Linked DNA regions of Sus scrofa: region 2 is linked to region 1. Evidence: chromatin contacts called from public promoter capture Hi-C data. All regions are on one chromosome and are shown on one strand. Each heading gives the region's core, a stretch centred on a gene start, on an enhancer-like site or on the middle of the called end of the contact. The rest is flanking DNA. Distances are from core to core; before and after follow the strand shown.

Evidence for each region. Promoter capture Hi-C pulls out the DNA fragments that hold promoters and counts their contacts.
Region 2: a contact with region 1 is called in a promoter capture Hi-C map of fetal liver, with 2.6 times the contacts expected there. The contact joins the promoter of CAD here to the promoter of KRTCAP3 in region 1. A contact is called at or near these places in 2 of 5 promoter capture datasets (fetal liver and fetal skeletal muscle) and 1 of 47 Hi-C or Micro-C datasets (epiblast stem cells).

What each region holds. Positions count from the first base shown.
Region 1 is chr3:111,718,440-111,721,701 of Sscrofa11.1, reverse strand. KRTCAP3 (keratinocyte-associated protein 3) reads left to right here and starts at 1,457. Exons shown (of 7, transcript XM_021087684.1): 1 at 1,457-1,575; 2 at 1,717-1,901; 3 at 1,985-2,044; 4 at 2,223-2,429; 5 at 2,551-2,685; 6 at 2,788-2,901; 7 at 3,025-3,121. The coding sequence starts at 1,548. The coding sequence ends at 2,895. It overlaps NRBP1 (nuclear receptor binding protein 1), which reads left to right. Exons shown (of 18, transcript NM_001244239.1): 15 at 179-232; 16 at 318-381; 17 at 640-695; 18 at 778-1,324. The coding sequence ends at 882. It overlaps IFT172 (intraflagellar transport protein 172 homolog), which reads right to left. Exons shown (of 50, transcript XM_003354889.4): 50 at 3,198-3,262. The coding sequence ends at 3,251.
Region 2 is chr3:111,913,008-111,916,269 of Sscrofa11.1, reverse strand. It overlaps CAD (CAD protein), which reads left to right and starts at 1,759. Exons shown (of 46, transcript XM_021087696.1): 1 at 1,759-2,049; 2 at 2,287-2,426. The coding sequence starts at 1,968. ATRAID (all-trans retinoic acid-induced differentiation factor) reads left to right here. Exons shown (of 8, transcript XM_003125294.4): 7 at 183-280; 8 at 1,228-1,560. The coding sequence ends at 1,332.

The DNA.
Region 1 (3,262 bases), core at 208-2,707:
GCTGTGTGGATGTGCAGGCCTCTGCGTCCGGGGAAGGGGGAGAGGGCGTCTCAAAGAAGCCTTTGTCGTTGAGAGGAAAGAATGTTTCCGCTCCCTGGCAGCCGTGTCCTGTGGGCCGGAGAGGCTTCCAGCTCTCGGGGTTCCCTCCTCTAGTGACCCTCTGTCCCCTCTCCCGCAGGTGGTGCTGATGCAGTGCAACATCGAGTCGGTGGAGGAGGGTGTCAAACACCACGTAAGGCTCGGGGCCGGGGCGCGGAGGCCGGGGCGGCGGAGGGGGGGTCGGCGGAGCCTCGTGGCCTGACTGTCCCCTTCTCCAGCTGACGCTTCTGCTGAAGCTAGAGGACAAACTGAACCGGCACCTGAGCTGTGACCTGATGCCAAGTGAGTCTCCTTACCCTCAGAGGATGGGGAGTCCGTGAGCCTTATCTGCCACGGACACATTCGGGGGTGGGGAAGGCGACCGGGCAGTGACAGCTCCACTGCTGTAGAGTGAATATCTTAGCCCCTGCAACTGGAGGGTGGCCCTGACAGTCCTGCTTGTGTCCTTCCTTCCCAGCCAGGGTCACCCCGCCGGGGCTGTGGCCAGGGCCGCGGCCCCGCCTCGGGCTCTGTGCTCACGCTCTCCCGTTTCTCTGTCAGACGAGAACATCCCCGAGCTGGCGGCTGAGCTGGTGCAGCTGGGCTTCATCAGTGAGGTGAGGCGCTGCCCCCCGCGGCCCGGCCGCCGCGCTGTCCCCGCCGTCCCCTGCGGCCGCCTCACCCAGCTCTCTCCTCTAGGCCGACCAGAGCCGACTGACCTCCCTGCTGGAGGAGACCCTGAACAAGTTCAACTTCGCCAGGAACAGCACCCTCAACTCAGCCGCTGTCACCGTCTCCTCTTAGAGCTCCTCGGGCCAGGCCCCAACCTGCGCTGTGGCTGTCACCAGGCGCGCCGCAGCCCCCGCCCCTCCCCCCAGTCAGTATTACCCTGTGAGGCCCCTCTCTCCTTTGTTATTCAGGAGGGCTTTGGGGCCCCCTGGTTCTGAGCATCACCCTCCCTGCCCCTCCCCGTCTCTTCCCTCCCTCTGCACTTTGTTTACTTGTTTTGCACAGACGTGGGCCCGGGCCTTCTCAGCAGCCGCCTTCTAGTTGGGGGCACGTAGCTGACCTGCCGGCTCCCGCCCAGCCTGTGTGGAAAGGAAGCCCACGGGCGCCGGGGGAGCTGCATTCTACAATCCCGCTGGGGCGGACGGGGCGGGAGAGAAGGGTGGTGCTGCAGTGGTGGCCCTGGGGGGCCATTCGATTCGCCTCAGTTGCTGCTGTAATAAAAGTCTACTTTTTGCTACCGCGTCGTGTGTGTGTGTGTGCGCGTGCGCGTCGTATGTGTGTGTGTGTGTGTGTGTGCGCGCGCGCGTTGTGTGTGTGTGTGTGTGTGTGTCTGCGCGCGCCGTCCCCACTAGGGGGCGCGGAGGCGGGCGGCAGGTGCGCTGGGCGGGCGGAACTGGCCGGGCAGCGGGGGCGGGGCCCGGGCCAGGTAGGGCTGCCCCGCGGCGAGCTCCAGCGACGGGATGAAGCGCTGCCGCCTCTGCACTTTCGGTAATTTCCGGCCCCTCCGGTGGCGGTGGCGGGGTGGCGGCGGCGGCGTGCTCCTCCGCGCCCACCCTCGACCCGCCCCAGGGCCCCTGGTGCCCTCGGTCCGCTCCGGCTCAGGTCTGCCCCTCCCCCCCTGCTTTGCAGACGCGGACCGCGGGCCCCCGCGGCTCATGCGCGTGGGCCTCGCGCTCATCCTGGTGGGCCACGTGAACCTGCTGCTGGGGGCCGTGCTGCACGGCACCGTCCTGCGGCACGTGGCCAATCCCCGCGGCGCCGTCACCCCGGAGTACACCACCGCCAATATCATCTCCGTGGGCTCTGGGCTGCTGGTGAGCGCAGTAGGGACGGGCCGCGGGTGGCCGGGCGGGTGGCCCCAGAGAGCTGCGCGGGCCTCAAGTTTTTTGTCTTCCAGAGTGTTTCCCTGGGACTTGTGGCCCTCTTGGCATCCAGGAACCTTCTTCGCCCACAACTGGTGAGGGGATTTCTGGAACTTTGATGAGGAGGCCTGGAATCTGGGAAATGGGGGCTGACTCCGCTTTATCTGCAGTGGGAGGAGGTGCCTCAGAGAATAATCGAGGTGTCTGGTCGGTGGGAGAGTCTGCCGTCCCTGCCCCCCCAGGCTGCTCACCCTGATCTTCTGCCCCTGCCAGCACTGGGCCCTACTGGCACTAGCTCTGGTGAACCTTCTCTTGTCTGCGGCCTGCTCCCTGGGGCTCCTCCTCGCTGTGTCACTGACTATAGCCAATGGCGGCCGGCGTCTTATTGCTGACTGCCACCCAGGACTGCTGGATCCTTTGCTACCCCTGGACGAGGGGCATGGACACGCTGACTGCCCCTTTGATCCCACCAGAATCTATGTGAGTCTATTTTCTCGCCAGCCTTTCTGCAGTCCGCAGAGCCGGGGTCCTGCCTTTTAATTGTCCCTACTGTGCCACTCCTGCCTGCTCCCGCTAGTCTCCCACTCTCCCTTCACTTTAGGATACAGCCTTGGCTCTTTGGATCCCATCTTTGCTCATGTCTGCAGCGGAGGCTGCTCTGTCTGGCTACTGCTGTGTGGCTGCGCTCACCCTGCGTGGGGTTGGGCCCTGTAGGAGGGCAGGGCTACAGGAACAGGTAAGGAAGATGAACAGTAAGGGTTCATTCAACACACACTGAGTTGAAAAGATGCTGAATTATAATTCAGGGCTGCAGCACTAACCCCACCCTCTTCTGTAGCTGGAGGAAATGACAGAGCTTGAACTTCCCAAATGTAAAAGGCAGGAAAATGAGCAGTTACTGGATCAAACTCATGAAATCCGGACATCACAGAAAAGCTGGGTTTAGGGACAGGTAATGGACCAGGAGGATTGTAGCCTGGGACACAGGTGGTGGCCGGGACCACTCTTAGAACTGGGTTGAGCCCTTTGCTGTGCTGCTTGCCCTCTGATGCAGGCTCTCCCTTCCATCAAGCAGGTGCTGATCCGGAGGCTCAGTTCACAAGGGGTTTCCACTGACCCCTAGGATCTGATTCTATAGTAATAATACTTGTAATAAAAGAACTTCTTTTCTACTTGATTTTGATTCCTTTTGGGAGCAAGGGGCCCTGGGCTGGTGTTGGGGGTGGCCTTGATCAAAGACTGCAGTGGTCTCAGTTACTTGCCAAACTTTAATGAGGGATGGGACCCATCAACGCCACCAGCTACTGGAAGGA
Region 2 (3,262 bases), core at 510-3,009, 190 kb before region 1:
CCTTTGGAAAGAAGAGGTCTCAAAATGATTTTTTATGATGATGATGACATTCTGATGATCTATAATCTTCTTTCCTCTCTACTTTGACCTAAAAATAGTTGGGAGAATCTAAATTGAAGCAGATATTTGGGAAACATATTAATGAAATCCAGTGATGGTCTCTGTTTTTCTCTGGTTTCTAGAAACGTGTCCTGAGAATGGATCTTGTGCTCCTGATGGTCCTGGTCTCTTGCAGTGTGTTTGTGCTGATGGCTTCCATGGCTACAAGTGTATGCGCCAGGTGAGGAATTAGGCCTTCTCATTAGCGATAAGAGAAATGCATAGAGCAAGTACCTCTTTAAAAGAAGAGCCATCAGGAGTTCCCGTCGTGGCTCAGTGGTTAATGAATCCTGCCGGGGCCAGCTCAGCAGGATGGGGCTGAAGAACGGGTGCTGTGGAACTTAAGGAAAAATAGTTAACATAAAACAAGACACTGGGACATTTATCTTAAGTATAGGTGGGAGCCAGGGACTCAAGGTCTCAGGGACCAAGAGCCCTGCCTCAAGAAACCACACTGCTTTTATTGTGAGATTAAGTGAGGAGTGGCTATGGGTGGATGATACAGGGTTTGTTTAGAAAGCCACTTAGGTGGTAAAGGGTTAAGCTCTTACTCTGACCTCTAGGCACATAACAGTTCTTAAACTTAAGTCACTTATGCCTTTAGGTCTTTGCTCTTAAGCTTAAGTCATTTACCAGCACTGTGACTGTTTCTCCAAGAAGGAAGATGGGATAAAATAAGACAAGAAGATGGGATAAAGTAAAGAAGGACAAGATGGAGTTTTCAAGGAAACATGTCTTGCAACAGAATCCGACTAGGAACCACGAGGTTGCGGGTTCCATCCCTGGCCTTGCTCAGTGGGTTAAGGATCCGGTGTTACCGTGAGCTGTGGTGTAGGTCGCAGACACGGCTCAGATCCCGCGTTGCTGTGGCTCTGGCGTAGGCTGGCTGCTGCAGTTCCGACTGGACCTCTAGCCTGGGAATCTCCATGTGCCGCGGGAGCGGCCTGGAAAAGACAAAAAAAAAAAAAAAAGCCATCAGACCAGAAGCTGATTCAAGTCACCCAGAGAAGGAAACTATAAGAGAATTGCCCTGGATGAGGGCACTGGTATACTAGGGTAGAACTGGGTGTTGGGTTGTAAGCCCTTGGTGTAATCCTGTATGAAGTTTTTTGGGTTTGTTATTCACAGGGCTCATTCTCACTGCTCATGTTCTTCGGTATTCTGGGATCCACAACATTATCCATTTCCATCCTGCTTTGGGGGACTCAACGCCGAAAAGCCAAGGCTTCATGAACCACAGAGGTCTTCTTACTGACCTAAAGATCATCCCCATCTTAGCCCAGCCAGGGGGATTTGCTTCCTAGACATCGTTGGTCAGCAAAGATGACCGGAAGTCGTTGTTAGAAAGAAGATGGAAATTTGCATAACCTCAGTGTGTTGCAGACGCACCAGCCCAGGAGTGGACTAGTATCAGTTCTCATTTGTGCTGTTGACCATAATAAATTTTTTCTTTTGCTTCTCTCTTTCTCCCTTTTTTTTTTTTCTTTTAAGGGAAGGTGCCCTGGCTTGGCTTTGTGTGTTTATTGGTTGGGGTGGGAGAAGCTACTTTGGGAGGGCCGGTTTTCTCAGGTTACCCCTCGCCTGGCGTGGGGGAGAGGAGGTGAGGCAACCCTGCCGCGCCCTGGCCCCGCCCCTTACGTTTCCGGCCCCGCCCCTCACGCCGCCAGCTGCCTGCGCCGCCGCAGTTCCCCGCCGCCCATCGCGCCTGGGCTCTTGCGCTTTCCACACCGCTCTTGCTCCAGACACCGGCGCGGTTGGCCACGTGGACCGACTCCGGGCGCGCCATCCTCACGTGGTTCCAGCATCGGCTGGGGCTTGCTGCGCTTCCCGCTTGTCTGTATTCATCCCCGCCTCTGAGCTCCGTTCCCATGGCGGCCCTGGTGTTGGAGGACGGGTCGGTCCTGCGGGGCCAGCCTTTTGGGGCTGCTGTGTCGACTGCCGGGGAAGTGGGTAAGCAAGTTCGGGCCGGCTGCCAACCTCATCCCACTCTGCTGCCCTTTTCTGCCCAACCTGCCCTGCCCAGACCCCGCCATTTTCCCGCCTGCACACTCCGTACCCCGCCTTTTACCAGCCTAGCCCCTTTTATCCCTCACGGTCGAGGCAGCCTGCGCTGGGGCGCTCTCATCGCGCGGGGCAGTGCTCCGAAGGGTGCCCCGCCTGAGCCCCAGTCTTGCATCTTTCTTACAGTGTTTCAAACCGGTATGGTCGGCTACCCTGAGGCTCTCACAGACCCTTCCTACAAAGCACAGATCTTAGTGCTGACATATCCTCTGATCGGTAACTACGGCATCCCCCCAGATGAAGTGGATGAGTTCGGGCTCAGCAAGGTAGCCGCACCCAATGCTTTCTCTACATTCCTTTTCAAACAGTAATTATTAACTGTTAGTGAAGTAAAGACACTGACATTCCTCTTGGCATCCTGGAGAAAACAGATGCACACCGAAGTAATAGCCAAGCGCTATGAAAGGCGTGTTAGTTTCCTTGAGAAGCTTAGAGTGCTGGAGACCAAGCCAAAGTCTTGGCTCTGGTAAGGAACCAGTGAGGATTGTTTGGCAGCAGAACGGTGTGATGGGAGCCATGCTTTAAGAGTATGTAAATTGGCATTTTCTTGTGGCACAGTGGGTTAAGGATCTGGCATGGTCGCTGCTGTGGTCCCTGGCTTGGGTCCCTGCCTCCCCCCCCCCCCAACTTCCATATGCCTCAGGTGGGGATAAAACAAAAGAGTACGGAAACTAACTGGAAAGAGCCTGGAAACTAGGGCCACACCCTTCTCAGTGATGGCAGGTTCCAGTTCACCTGCCAAAATCCATGAGGTTGGCCAGCATCTTCTAAACCTGCTTTCCTTACCTTGCCTCATTTTTTACCACTTCTCAGTAGAGTTATTAAATCTAGATAAGAAAACAGCTTCTTCCAGTGAGATTTCTCCTGTTCCTCCTCTGGAATTTGGTAACTAAGTTGCCGTCTGAGAGTACAAGTAATAAAAAAAAAACAAAACCACAAGTTTTTTGTACAGTCACCATAGCGCAGCGGCAGTAGTCTTCAACACTCATTTTTGTCCTGATTCTAGGCATACTGAGCCTTTAGTTGTTGTTTTTGCCTTTTAGGGCTGCAATTGCAGCCTATGGACGTTCCCAGGCTAGGGGTCCAATCAAAGCTACAGCTG